Regions from separate parts of the Zea mays genome. Here regions 2, 3 and 4 are each linked to region 1. A link is a contact called in public Hi-C data. All regions are on one chromosome and are shown on one strand. The core of a region is the stretch at or near the end of the contact, and the rest is flanking DNA. Distances in the headings are between cores, read along the strand shown. Region 1 holds the start of LOC100191313. Region 2 holds the start of LOC107604626. Region 3 holds the start of LOC100275657. Region 4 has its middle 73 kb from the start of LOC100501848.

Region 1 (3,436 bases), core at 312-2,811:
GTCCAATTGTTTATGTTGACTATAAACCACCAAGATTAATTATAGAAAATGGTTAACCCTATTTCCCTTTCAAGTGGTTCTACATGAAAAACCCTAGGGGGAACGCACCATAGTTCACCGGTCAGATCTCTGTGTCCAAGCCCGAGTGGAACTTGTCGCGGAGAAGAAGTTCAAGCCAGAAATCGAATACATACTGGATGCCATCGCCAAGCAGTAGAGGCGGGTCTCTTCGGTGTGAGGCTGATACACACCTTCATGTAGCGGCGTCTCCAGCCGATCGCGGCTCGTAGAGGCCGATGTGGCGGTTCATCGACGACAACGACTCCGATCGCCACTCCATCGTGAATCTTGAGAAGGCGGAGGTCATGGCCCATGTCCTATCTATTACAACGGGAGTGACGTCGGATTTCTTGGGAGAGGGGGTCCCTTGTCTTTAAACCACACAAAGTTGAGTGATTTGGTCAGTTTCCCCTTTCTTCCTACTTTCCTCGAGAGATTTGCTTTTGCAAGGGACTCATCGATGGTTGCACTGCAACCTGCTTGGGACCGTCAAAGCCTCCCTTCCTCCTATCCCCGAGGACGCTGCCATCAAGGCCGCACGCCTGACTCGTGCTAGGCTAGGGGGAGCATCTCCCCGTCTACTTATACGGAGGACATGACCTCCACAACCTCTGGTGGGATAGGGCCCCTGCCATCGGTGGCCGTGCGTAGTGTGGTCTCGCTTTTTGTCATGAGTCTTGTGTGATCCTCCAGCGTGTGTAGGCGTACACCCGGTATAGTGTATTGTCCTGTCCTTCCCGGTATGCGGGTTACTGTAGAGACTCCGGTGCTTGGATCCCCCACGACCGGGGTTGACTGGCCTCATAAGGAAAACGGGATACACCAGAGACTGTATGTGGTGACGTACCATCGTATCAAATCATTGATTGTTACATCTCGACACCCCTTCGGTATGCCACGCTCGTGGTCCGAACGTGGTTTGGTGGTGACGCGTCTTGTCACAGCTGACGTGGGTCAGTAGTACTAGATCGTGGCCTCCGTCTTGCAGGGTTGCTCGGTGAGTACTTGGTTGTTCGCTCTGCCTCGTAGGGTTACTCGACAGGGAGTTGGTCAGCTGCTCTGCCTCGCAGGGTCGCTCGACAAGGAGCTGGTCGACCACTCCATCTTGCAGGGTTGCTCGGTGAGGACTTCGTCGGCTGCTCTGCCTCATAGGGTTGCTCGATAGGGAGTTGGTCAGCCGCTCTGCCTCGCAGGGTTGCTCGACAAGGAATTGGTCGACCACCCCGTCTCGCAGGGTTGCTCGGTAAGGACTTGGTCGGCCGCTCCGCCACGTAGAGTTGCTTAGTGAAAGCTTGGTTGGTGGATGAGACGTTAAGAATCTTGGGCCTACTTTAGGCACGCGGTTCCTCGGTACCCGACAAACAAAAAAAGCTATATGTTTTTTTAGCTTTTAGCTAATGAGATGCTAACTAGAAGCTCAAATAATCAGGACCTTCCTAAACACAGCAACAGAAACATATAAATTCGTTAAACTTGAGGACCCTGCCGGCAAAAAATCTCCCTCTCAGTAGGGGCCGGAATAAAAATCTCCTCGCCTTCCTCTCCTACGCCGCCTGACCTCTGCTGTCCGCCTCAACGGTCCAACCCTCCGGTTCGACGTAGGCGCCGGCGGCGAAATGAAGGTCTCCGTGAAGACGCTCAAGGGATCCAGCTTCCATATCGAAGTGGATCCTACCGACAAGGTAGGCAGCCCTTGCGCTCCCGATCTGTCGCTATGGTTCTAGTTGCTGGATGTATTGGCGGGCTGCTTGTTAGGTTCGTTTGGGGTCTAGGATTTGGCTGGTTCCCCTGCGGGGGCGATGAGACATGAGAGTGTTGGAAGCCGCGAGCGAAGCTTCCTTGGATCCAGTCTGTAGGTTGCTGGTTTGGTTCTGGTGGTGCGAGTGTGTAACAGGCTGAACGGAGAGCTGTTGCAGAGTTCGCCTGTGTACTTTCTGGTTTCAGTTTGGGTTCCTTTATGATGTTTTCATACAGGAATCAGATGGCAACGCGAAGTTATCAGGCATTAGTAATTAGTTCATTAGTTGCTCCCTTTATAGTTGGTAGATAGAGCATACGTTGTAGTCAATCTATTATGGCTACCATACATCGCTGTAGGTTGTATGTTCGATTATAAAAGAAAAGGCAACATAATACCTCATTACCTCGTGGGCACGGGCATTGATTAGTTATTGCAGTGTCGGTCTATGCTCAGGAGCCATTCTTGACTTGTTGATGTTAGATCTTATCAGTATAAGCTACTTCCTGCCAGTTTGTTTCTAGGCAGCTTTAGGATGTAATGCTGCATTTTCATCTATTTGGTAATGTGGTTGGAGTGGATCAAATAGGTGCATGCTGTGGCTGCCATAAAACAGAGCTTTTGAAATCTAAATTTTTCAGTATACCTAAGTTCATACAACACAAACCTTAGATGCTATCAACACCCTTTCTCTGGTTATTTCAGCTCTCTAGATAAGAAACTGGTAGCAATGAAGGTTACAGATATAAGGAGTAAATCAATATTACTTGCTTACAATCTACAGTAGAGATTGTAAGGAGATGACATCTCTTTATTTATCAGCTAGGATAAAATGAAGAATCGTCTGATTACTCAGCTCATGTTCTACTGCAATTGTCTCAGATTCACGCCACTTATTTTAACAGTTTGACATGCTAGAAAAAGATTCTGATTGGATCGATAACTAAATGTGTATGTGTGTATGCACCAAGATAAGGCAACACAAGCATGACGTAAACATTGACGGTCTTTCAAATAGGGATGGTTCACAGGTGCAATGGCACCTATCAACCATACATGTACAATGTGGTCCAACTAATATAGGCAAACTTATATCCGCACAGCCAAAATGCAAACCATGTGCACGGTGAACACCCTATCAGCATCCTTATCTAACTACAGCTTCCACGTTGTCTCCAGCATCACAACCCGATTGATTTGGACACCTTCCATAAACAGCAGTGGGTACATATAAATTCACCAAACTAGAAGACCCAATCTGCAAAAGCACACTTCTACTCAGGATCCAAAATAGGAGACTGTGACAAGAAATCGCACTATTCGTTCCTTCCTCCCCTCAGTGGCGGCGTGGTGAGATTAAGGGCACCAGCTCCTGGATCGAAGTGGACACCAACGACTAGGAACTAATCATCCATGCTCCCAATCTATCGCTATGGTTCTAGCTGCTATATGGATCAATGGAGCCGTTTCACGATATTTGTCTGCTTGGTAGGTTTGTTGAGGGCTTGGGGCCTAGGGTGTTGGAAACGGCGAGCAAATTAGGCATGGATCAATCTGTAGGTTGCTTGTTGAGTTCCAGTGGTGCAAGTGGAATTGGCAGAACTGAGAGACGTTAGCCTGTTGCAGAGTTCGCTTGTG
Region 2 (3,436 bases), core at 477-2,976, 340 kb before region 1:
TACCCCACCGTACCACGTTATACATGTACCATTCGTAAGCGTAGTGAAATAAAAATTACATGCAGTAGAAGTAATGAAAGACATGAGGAAGATGATGGCATGCCTACGTCTGAAAACGTCACCTGGCCGGAGGGGGTAGGGTGGGCCAGACCATGTGAACTCTCGTCACCAATCGTAACATGAATGATAATCCCAAGGGGCCCGGACGGGACGGGGACGAGAAATTTGCTGTTTTGCCACTCTCAAATTTGGCTGCCTGTTATTATGCCATCCCGTGTCTATGACTGGTGGGACCGTCTGTGTCTATGATTTGTGGGTCCGATGGCATACTGGCGAAGCCCACAAATGATAATGGCAAAATTGCCAATGGCTCGGACGGGGACACGGGGGTTAGTCTAACACAGACGCGGAATCTTAGGCACATGCAGGGGCGATTAGCCGGACGCGTGTGGTCGCCCTCATGCGACGTGGACCCCATTAGCAAGCAAGCAAGCTTACGCGCTGGGCTATCTAGTTGACATGTAGTACAAGGAGGGCTGGCATGCACGCACGACGCTGGATTTGTTAAGTGCAGTGAGTACCTACTACAAAAACAAAGCTGAGCACGAGAGTGAAGCCACAGCCCATCCGATCCGTTCCATTGTCGTCGTCTTCCAATTTCCAAACGAGCTGAGCGCCCATAAGTTTCCTATTGATTTTGCGTCGCAACAGTACGTTGCACGATCGCGATGCGCCGTCGTCTTTGCGCATTTGGTTTTGCCCGTGTCCTACTCCTAGCTAAGTCCAACTAGTGTCACGGGACGGCTTCGGGATAATGATTGGTTAATTGTTCCCTATAACCAGCTCTATAGGTGGCCTTGCAGTTGTGTGTTTAAGCTGCAACTCGATCAGAGGAGTTGTTGTTGCAAGGGAAGGGATCATGCATGCATGCCCACTCACCTCTTTCTTCAACGCCGGCGCTGGAGCCGCCGCCGGCGCCGGGTTCTTGCCGGACATCAGCGCGGAGGGCGGCGGCGCTGCGACGACGCCCTGGTCCCTGGCCACGCACAGCTGCATGATCCGCTCGGCGGCCTCGGCGGGGTCCCGGCTCTCCTGCATCAGCCGCGCCACGTCGGCCTTGGGCAGGCGCATGCGCAGCCGCACCGCGCCGTCGGCGCCCACCTCCACGGACGACGGCGGCGACGGCGACGGCGACGCGGCGGCGAGGCGCGCGGCGGCGGGCGGCGGCAGGATGGACGACACGTCCGAGACGGTGCGCCGGGACAGCATCAGGCCCTCCAGGCGCTCGCGGGCGCCCACGCGCAGCGCGCCCGACCACGTCTTGCGCGGCGCGCGCGGGTCGTCGCCGTCCCCGGCGCCGCCGCGGGGGATCTGCACCAGGAAGTAGAGCTTCCCGGGCTTGAGCGGCGCGTCGCGGTCCAGCGGGCGCGCGCGCACGCCCAGCCGCCGCACCTCCTCCGACTCCAGGAGCTGGTGGCCCGGGTGGCCGCGCAGCGCCGCGCACGCCGCCGCGGGGGTCTTGTAGCGGAACGTGGCGCCGTCCACCGTCATCACCTTGGCCGCGCGCCGCCTGCCCGCCAGAGCGTTGCCCATGGCGCGGTGGCGTGGCCGCACGCCGCGCGCCCGCAGGCCTTCGGGTGTTGCTTTGCTAGCGACGAGGAGATGCTAGCTGCTGGGGAGGTGGGGTTAATAACGTACGTAGTATAGTACGTGGGGGTTTGGAGGACTAGCTGAGAGAGAGGGAAAGGAAAGAGAGGCGAGCAGGTCAGTTATAAAAGCTTGTCCGCTGCGCTTGGGCCTTGGGGGGCCTCTCCATCGAGTTTGGTGCCAACAAATCTCCATCGTCCTGTCTCTTCCGATGGGCGATGCGGCACAGAAAACGGATGCCCGTGTTTTCTTAACCTCTGCTGATAAATCCGAGCCGTCGGATCTCGATCCAACGATCGACGCAAGTTTCCACACAAATACCGGTTCTCCCGCGCGCCGCGCGTATCTTGGTGCGTGTAAGCCCCTCTCTGGTCAGTCTTGGTTACCTACAACTGCAATGCAACTGCTGGTCCGACCGTTTCTTACTTCCTCCAGGTTTCGAGCAAGATAAGTAGGTTTTCCTTGACCAGTTAATTAACTACGCAAACTAAGATTGATCAAGGCAGATTATTCTAGCTACTAGGCCGTGTCTTCATTTGGTCCAGGTCTCCGTGTGTCGTTGCATTGCATTGCACGCACACCGATGTTTCCTCTGAAAACTTCATTTTATCAGTTTGGTCGCTCGCAAATTTAGCCCCTAAATTTAGCTAGCTTAGCTGACCTCTCGCCTGTTCTGTACGTATATATGCAGCACCTAGCTACCATGCACACAGAATTATACGCGCGGTGGTCGGTTGGTCGGTGCGTATGTTAGGTACGTACTAGACTCTAGAGGTATGAAGAGGATTATGCCCTAGTGTGTACACACACGCATATATGAAACGGCCAGGTTTTTTTTTCTTGCCGCTGTTATTAACTTCCCTTTTTTTCTCATTTGCCTTTCGTGCTTTTTCAGTGCTGGGCCGGTCCCCCGATTTCACCCTTTTTCTTTTCTTTTTTCTTTCTCAGGAACAAGTGACGGCCTTCTTCCAGAAACGATGATGGGAAAACGAGAGAAGATCGAGATCGGGACTGGGCAACTAACCGACCACTACAACGCCCGTATCGCCAACGTCGTAGTACCATGTATCATCGTCCTTTATTGCAATCATCATCAGTCATGATGGAACACGCGCACGGTGTTGTGTGTGCGCGCGCGAATCGCGATATCAACATAATTAGGGCTGATTTGTAGGAGAGAAATCTCCTTACAATTCAATTTTAAATAACAAGGGGATTCCTTCTTATGGATTCCCTCGGAATCCCTTACCACCAAATCAGGCCTTAAGCAGATCTAAAACCATACACACCGGAATAATATATACTAATATAGCAGTACTCACTCTGTTCATAAATATATGATACCGTTGATTTTTTTTAACTTTAACAACTCGTCTCATATTCAAAACAATGAATTATCATTTATTTTTTTATTTGTTTTATCGATTAAGGTAGTTTATGCTTGATTTAAAATTTTATATTTTTAAATAAATATTTTGATTAAGACAAGTGAATCAAAGTTTTCAAAAATAAAAAAAATCAACGGTGTCATATATTTATGTATATAGTTTGTGGGTGGTTGCATATGGATGGATGGTCAAAGAAAAGCTAGCTGTGGTATAAACTAATTAAGCCGAGCTAGGCCGGAAAGCCGGATTTGTAGCATGCATGCATGCATGCCGGCGCGCGCATGATTTCAGGGGATCTTGCCGGTGCAGGCGCGCGCACACACGCTGAACGCAACGTGCGTTTGAAGTAACTGTGTAAACTAAACAGCTAGCGACGCCCAAATGGCGGACGAACGGTGGTG
Region 3 (3,436 bases), core at 474-2,973, 330 kb after region 1:
GAGCGAATGAAAAGTCGAGTGAATTTGAGGCCAATTACGGGAAGCGACACAAGATGACCAACGATAAGCACGTCAGTGCACAGAGCGATGATAAGTTTTCTGCCATAAGGGATCTGTTTCGAATTGTGAAGACATGGCCTCGTCCTGAAGATCAGGAAGCGAGTATAAGCATGCTCCGTAAATTGCAGAAGCGTGCCAAGGTATAGGCTGTGGAAGGCTAGGTAGGCGATTGTTACATAGCATGCTCGCCTGGTAGAGATGGCCTCGTTTTGCTACCTTGGTGGCATTTTTTTTGTTGGATTGGCGTCATACCGAGAGGGGAGAAAATTACGTGGACACGGGTTCCAATCGAGGACAGCATTGCCCTAGGTTTAGTGTGGAAGCAGAAAAAGGCTCAGTCCCATCGGATGTGTCAGGATTCATTGATGGGACGTGGATTGAGAATTCTGCGTCTACAGCTTTACTATCCCTTCCAACAATTTTGTGCCCTCACTAATTCTCCTACCAGGCCAGGAGCCCCAAGGTATTGGTCTGTCCTGGTTTGTTCGAGCTCGGTAGGGTGTTGGATCAGTGCTGACCTGAGACGTGGAGAAACATCCCGGACTGTAACTTTCCTGAAGGGTTAATTATGATTACTATATGTAAATCAGAACTACTCTCTCGAAGTTGCAAGGCAACTTAGGATTAATTTTAGTGCCTTTTTGTATTCTGAAAAGTTCGAGCTTGTATTTAGTCGAGATTTGAGCTGTAATCCAAAACAAAATAGGCCCCACTCCAACGTTTTATAGCCTTATCGTAGAACGATACAGGACACGTGGACATGAATCTTACTACGGTTATTCCCATCTGGGTTAGTTTGTGAACTTAAATCCTTTGGGATCTCCTGGGGTGAGGAATTTTAGGAGATACTATTTAAATAAGATATTTAATTATTTATGATAGGTTTTTTCTCTTTACCTCTCCTTGTTAGATCTGAGCATAGACCTTCTGATCCAACGAACTTGCTCGAAAAAAAACTGATTAATGCAAATCTGATTAATGCGATGTATGGGTATATGCTAGTGTTTGACCAGTAACCATCCATGGGTTAGGTACAGTTCATCCCAAACCTAATCTAAGCTAAAAAAATCCGACCCAATCTAGAAAAAATCTAACCCGACGTGTTCAATAGAGGCATGGGCTAATCTAACATAACTCGATACTATGCATGAGTTGGACATGAGCCGGATCAAACGATCCAATATTTACACGATCCAATCTTTACTTGACCCGACGTTTGAACGATCCAACCTTTATGTGACCCGACGTTTGAACAAGTCCACACTTTGCTTTCAAACTAGCACTTTAAATCCATTCAATCTCCTTCCATCTATATGAATTAAGATTAAAATGAACATGTAAAGAGTGCTAATAACCTTCCCACGGGACCTTGCAGAATACTAGCAATACCGATTACCGTAGGAGTCGATGAATCTAAAAGTAACCAAAATGTGAAAGCATATAAGCGGGTCCACGGTCCAAAACTCCGAATCAACGAGCCGAAGAACAGCAGAGCAGTCGTAGAAAAAGGATGTGTGGAAGCGGAAAGGGCACTGCATGGAAGCCAGCCTGCGCTGCTTGTGCCCCGGAATCTGATTCCCAAAAAGCACATAGATCGAGCCCACACGGGAATGAATCACTCGAGTGAAGCGTCCATAAAAGATCAGGCTCACAAGTTACAAGTAGTCAAGTACGGCTGCAAGCAAAGCGAAGCACACCAAAGCGAGCATCAAGCAGCGCCTCGCACGCTAATCCCTTCCTTTCCTCTGCTGGCCGCCCTTAACAGCACTCGGTCCTCGCTCTCCCTGCGGCGGCCTTTTTCACACTCTGCACCTCCTCCCCTCCGGCCAGTCGAAACCGTCGCCGCCGCCGCCGGGAGGAGAAGAGCTCCATGGACTACAGGGTGAGTGCGTGCCAACATGAGGGTTTCATGTTATGTCAGTCCTAGCAAAATTGTTGTCGAGAGCTGAAACTCCGAGAGGCAGTTAAGTGACGTGTGCTCTTTACTCTCAGCAGCAGTCCTACTGCATGACCCTGAGGATGAACATCGACTGCAACGGGTGCTACCAGAGGATCAGGAGGGCGCTCCTCCAGATGCGAGGTAAACACTCTAGCCGCCCATCTGCGGTGATGCCTGAAAGGCTGAAACCTCGGTTTGTGAAGCTTCTCTGAACTGAACCTTTTTGGTTTTTTTGCAGAGCTGGAGAAACACCTGATCGACAAGAAGCACGGCCGGGTCGTAGTGTGGGGCGCCTTCAGCCCGCAGGACGTGGCCATCAAGATCAGGAAGCGGACCAACCGCCGCGTCGAGATCCTCGACCTCAGCGAGGCCTCGCCGGCAGCCCCAGAAGGCGGCCCCGACGGCCACATGTCCTGAAGGAACCACGTCACCAATACGTACTCTGGAGAACTGCTTGCTATTCTCTTCACTCTTCACCAAGGCAGGCCCGCCTCAGAGGACGTAACCATATGCCTGCCTGGCATCTTTTACCTTCTTGTAATTTAGGAATCCTGCATCATTTTGTTCTGTAACTGTGAAGGCTTGTTGAAGTAACCAGAAAAAAAATCTAGGTACCGTTCTAAAAGTCCATCTGATGCGACCAGAGAGGCTATGCTCGTTTGCTTTAACTTTACTCAAAACAGGAAAAAATGATCTGTTGAATTTCCTGTCAATTAGTATTGTCCAGTTAAGACATAAACAAGATCTATATAGGAACCAGGAAGCAGCCTCTATCATTATTAATGCCCCAAAGTGTTTACACAATTCATGGTTTCTTGAATCAGGGTCTCCCTCCAAGAATAGATAAACACACGGAGCGAAAACGATCAGTGTATAAACTGTACACAAAAATCTGTATGTGGAGATATAACATTGAAAAGTGTCTTTTTATTATCTATATTGGCATTGTCTTCCAATTGTGAATAAAAAAAAATTGAGAACTTGTATGAAGCTTCCCTTACAATGTGAGGCATTCAGGATCCTCAACAATCTTTGCAAATGTTTGCAGGAATGCTGCCAAATCAGCACCATAGATAATCCTGTGATCAGCAGTAACATTCACCTGAAAAACAAATGGCAGGATCAACCATCTCTGCAGGGAAAATTGGTTGCTATTATGGACCAGGATCGTGGGGGGTTTTTTTTTGCCCCTGTTCTGTGAGTATGATGCCTACCCCACCCCCAAATTGCTCAGCACAAAAGACTTCGTTGTTGTTTTGAGAATAGGATGGTATGGTGTTGTATAAATCTAGAATAGTTCTTATTGACAACAAAAATTATAACACATCATTGGAGATCATTAGTATGTACTTATGTGACAGAAAATAATCAGTGTTAATCACTAGTACTGAATAAGGAGGCCAAGCATTGTAATTACTGATTTATCATGACATGATT
Region 4 (3,436 bases), core at 362-2,861, 260 kb before region 1:
AAGGACGTGCAAGGAAGGAAAGAGTTTCGGATACGGGTCTCATTGGCCATGAGACCGCAGAGCCGGACTAGTGGGTAAAGTGTACACCTCTGCGCAGAGTTTGAAACTTATTCGAATAGTCCGTGTCCATTGGTATGGACGAGTTTGGTGTGGTATGGCAATTAGTGTTTTTAAGCTTCGTAAGAAGGGCAAGTGTGTGGGTGTTTTTGGAAATAAAAGTAATACCACGTGAGCGGGAAGCTCAGTGGTGGTTGAGTGTGAAAATGTGCTACTCCTCTCTCTTGGGTAAAACGACAAAAGTATTGCCTTTCTCTGAAAAAGAAAAGAGCGACTTTAACTCCACCATACCAAGCATGTATTGTATAGGTCCCTCCCTCGTTACGGGCGGGATGGGCTTGCAGAATACCTAGTGTATTCACCCAGATTTTATTTATGTTTTTCAGCAGCTGAAGACTTCTTTTCTGCTATGTTCGACTAGAAGGGGGTTGTGTCTGCACCTAGTCTGCCTGTGGCTTGGGCTAGATGATCTTCCATTGTGCTATGTTCCCAGGCTCGCTAGAGCTTGTATTTTGGTATTGTAATAACTATTATTCGAAACTCTATACTATTTGAAGAAATGAATGTATTTACTAGCCTCCTGGGACTAGTGATTGTATCACATTTGAGTCTCAAAGGATCGGGACGCTTCATATGGCTAGAGACATTATGTCTGTTGCTGCCTCAATTACTTCTTGGGAGTCTACTTTCAGTTTGTCTGGCAGGATTCTTGAGGATCGGCAATGACGCTTGAACGTAGAGACAGTGGAGATGTTGGTGTGCATCAAAGATTGGGAGCTAGGCCAACAACGGACACAACATGATATGGTGGACAATGAGTTAGAGGAGTCCTTCAAAGAGATTTGGCTGGATGAAGAAGGTGCTGCTGCCTGAGTTTGAATTGATCTTGTGAGGCTGAGAATGTGAAGTGTAAAGTGTTTCTGAATTCTGATCTGATCTGACACTTTGGCTTGTAATAACTTTAAATATTTTAATTATAAACTGAGCTGGTCGTACTTTTTTTCCTTTCTAGGGTTTCTTACGAGGTGTGAGTTTTACCTAAGAATGTTTTTAATGAGGCGGCATTGCACTAACAGCTCAATATTTGTGTACATTTTATTCAAACTGTGTTGAATGTTGATTGTGCATGTTTTTGTTCAAACTATGTTTTTCTGTTACTCTTCTGGGCCAGGTCTTTTCGGGCTGGCTCGGCCCGAAAAACGGCCCGAAGGGCCGTGCCTAGGCCCCTAGCGAGGCACACAGGACTGTACAGACCCGGTCCGATAGGCCCGTGGGCCTATTCGTGCCATGCCTATTTAGGCCGTGTCTGGTCTGGGCCCGGACCGTGCCGTATCAGGCGGTCCGCTTGCTCATCTATGGATTGATGTGAGAGGCCGTAAAAGATATTCTTTGTATTCCGGATGAAAAAAAAAAATCCACTCCAGCATCCTGCTGCCTGCAGCGTGGCGTGGAGGCGGTCCGTTTGCTGGGAGCGGCTTCAAGCGTACGCGCGTGGCTTGTCCGCTGGCCACGGCCCACAGGAGCGCCATGGCGTGGTTGCGGTGGCAGCCTGAGGAGGCGTTGGCGGCCCAAGCCGAGGAGGCGCTAGCGACCCGATGGAGGCTGAGGCATGGGCGCATGGCCCATGCGGTTAGGTGGAATTTGAGTTTGGGCTGGATTAGGACTGCAAGTCCTTATAAATAGAGACTGTTTTTTTCTTTTTCTTAGAACGCACATTAGAAATTTTAGACTCTAGATTAGATTTATTGGAGAGATTAATCTAGATTTTTCAGGAGATATCAAGGGAGAACTCTCTGGTGCTTTGGAGGAGCACTTTTGTACACAAATTTTGATGATTAAATAATTGATTATGCAATATTAGTGCGGCAATGTTATTCCTCTTTCTTTGTTTGATTAATTGGATTATTAGTTTTGGTTCTAGATTGAATATTTGTTTTCAATGGTGACCGATGTTTTGGCACATCTAGATTATTACTAAGGCATCTATTAACTGATCTACAAAGTTTGAGATATTAATCTTTTCCGGTTATTGTTTAATTTCGAAAGAGTAGCGCTATTTGAAGAAAAGTTTATTCAGCACCGGTTGAGATGGTTTGGTCATGTCCACCGGAATGCCTCAAAGACACCGGTGCATAGAGGCATCATAAGACGGGACAATAATGTGAAGAGATGTAGAAATTGATCAAACTTAACATGGGAGGAAGCAATCAAAAGGGATTTGAAGGAATGAAAAGTTGTGTTTGGATAGAAGTGCTTGGAAAGAAGCTATCCACATGACTGAACCGTGATTATGCCTTTTTTTTCTTTTAGTGCTTCAAAAGCTTTTCTCCTCCCCTTTCTCTTTCTTTATCCTTTTGGTGACATCTTATTGGCTTTCAACTCTAGCATATCCCAACTTGCTTGAGACTAAAAGACTATGTTGATGTTGATGATGATGATGATGTTTAATTTCGAAATTAGATCTAGATTAATTTTCATTACTCTCTGGATCAATGATCTTGTTTCGTTAATAACTTTAGACCAGAATTCCGATCGACGCGATTATAGTTGGGTTAGACATAATTTTATCTAGTTTAATCTGTTACATTTTGAGATCAATCCAAGTTATGGATTTTGGTCGGCAATGTTTTTACTAACGTAACAACAATCTGTTCAGATTTATAAAAGTGCTATATTTTGGTTTTGTGATTAGAAGAAAGTGGCGTAAATATTTTTATGCTTCCGCAATATTTCACCGCCCTGATTGCCTATTTTAACGTCATACGATCCTAAAGATATCTCGACGAAGCATCAGACAGACTAAATTATCAAAATTTTTATTTGCTGAGTCTGAGCTAGAGCATTTGGTGCGTTGTATTTCAGGCAAAGGGTCGCTGAACCCTAAAAAAATGGCTATTGTGGAGCGGTGGCCTACACCAAAGAATTAAGGAGTTGAGGGATATTCTGGGCTTAACAGGATATTGTACAAAGTTTATTAGGCATTACGGATTGATCAGCGAACGCTTATCTGATTTGTTGGAAAAAGGGATTCCATATGTCTGGACTTCAGTTACTGAAACTGCCTCAGCAACTCAAGCAAGCCTTTGGTACATGCTCCAGCGTTAGCCATTCTAGTTTTTTTTTTCAAAGCTTTTTTTTTTTGTCTTGGAGACTGATGCTACTGAAGCGGGTTTTGGTGCTGTACTTATGAAACTGTAGCTTATTTGAGCAAGCCAGTATTTGTTAGGAATTAAGCACTGCCTACTTATGAGGAGTGTATATAACACCAGGAGTTCGTTTTCAGAACTGATCATGAGAGCTTCCTGCATTTGTCTAAGCAAAGAATTACCACTAAGCTAGCTTCAGGCTTCAGCAGAAGGCTTTACTAAAGTTGATGTAT

Evidence for each region. Hi-C and Micro-C count contacts between places; a contact is called where the count stands out from the background.
Region 2: a contact with region 1 is called in a Hi-C map of endosperm, with 3 times the contacts expected there. The contact joins the promoter of LOC107604626 here to the promoter of LOC100191313 in region 1. A contact is called at or near these places in 7 of 25 Hi-C or Micro-C datasets (bundle sheath, ear, endosperm and 3 more).
Region 3: a contact with region 1 is called in a Hi-C map of bundle sheath, with 3 times the contacts expected there. The contact joins the promoter of LOC100275657 here to the promoter of LOC100191313 in region 1. A contact is called at or near these places in 11 of 25 Hi-C or Micro-C datasets (bundle sheath, ear, endosperm and 5 more).
Region 4: a contact with region 1 is called in a Hi-C map of tassel, with 4 times the contacts expected there. The contact joins the enhancer-like site here to the promoter of LOC100191313 in region 1. A contact is called at or near these places in 8 of 25 Hi-C or Micro-C datasets (bundle sheath, ear, leaf and 2 more).

The regions. Positions count from the first base shown.
Region 1 is chr7:114,287,135-114,290,570 of Zm-B73-REFERENCE-NAM-5.0, forward strand. It overlaps LOC100191313, which reads left to right and starts at 1,562. Exons shown (of 11, transcript NM_001358442.1): 1 at 1,562-1,742. The coding sequence starts at 1,677.
Region 2 is chr7:113,946,083-113,949,518 of Zm-B73-REFERENCE-NAM-5.0, forward strand. LOC107604626 reads right to left here and starts at 1,727. Exons shown (of 2, transcript NM_001323503.1): 1 at 940-1,727. The coding sequence starts at 1,593. LOC100501866 reads left to right here and starts at 627. Exons shown (of 2, transcript NM_001196507.2): 1 at 627-1,680; 2 at 2,596-2,880. The coding sequence starts at 928. The coding sequence ends at 2,628.
Region 3 is chr7:114,613,982-114,617,417 of Zm-B73-REFERENCE-NAM-5.0, forward strand. It overlaps LOC100275657, which reads left to right and starts at 1,724. Exons shown (of 3, transcript NM_001149692.2): 1 at 1,724-1,942; 2 at 2,056-2,140; 3 at 2,238-2,619. The coding sequence starts at 1,931. The coding sequence ends at 2,416. LOC542626 (mismatch binding protein Mus3) reads left to right here. Exons shown (of 21, transcript XM_020541216.2): 21 at 1-941. The coding sequence ends at 206. LOC100285796 (dihydrolipoyllysine-residue acetyltransferase component of pyruvatedehydrogenase complex) reads right to left here. Exons shown (of 6, transcript NM_001158686.3): 6 at 2,898-3,101. The coding sequence ends at 2,997.
Region 4 is chr7:114,028,185-114,031,620 of Zm-B73-REFERENCE-NAM-5.0, forward strand. No RefSeq gene overlaps it. Among protein-coding and RNA genes, the nearest start is that of LOC100501848, 73 kb to the right of the region's middle. Within about 2 kb of position 1,612, at least 16 of the 20 cell types and tissues checked have an H3K27ac peak or open chromatin away from gene starts, as enhancers often do. A contact at or near this core is called in bundle sheath, ear, leaf and 1 more, where this site is marked.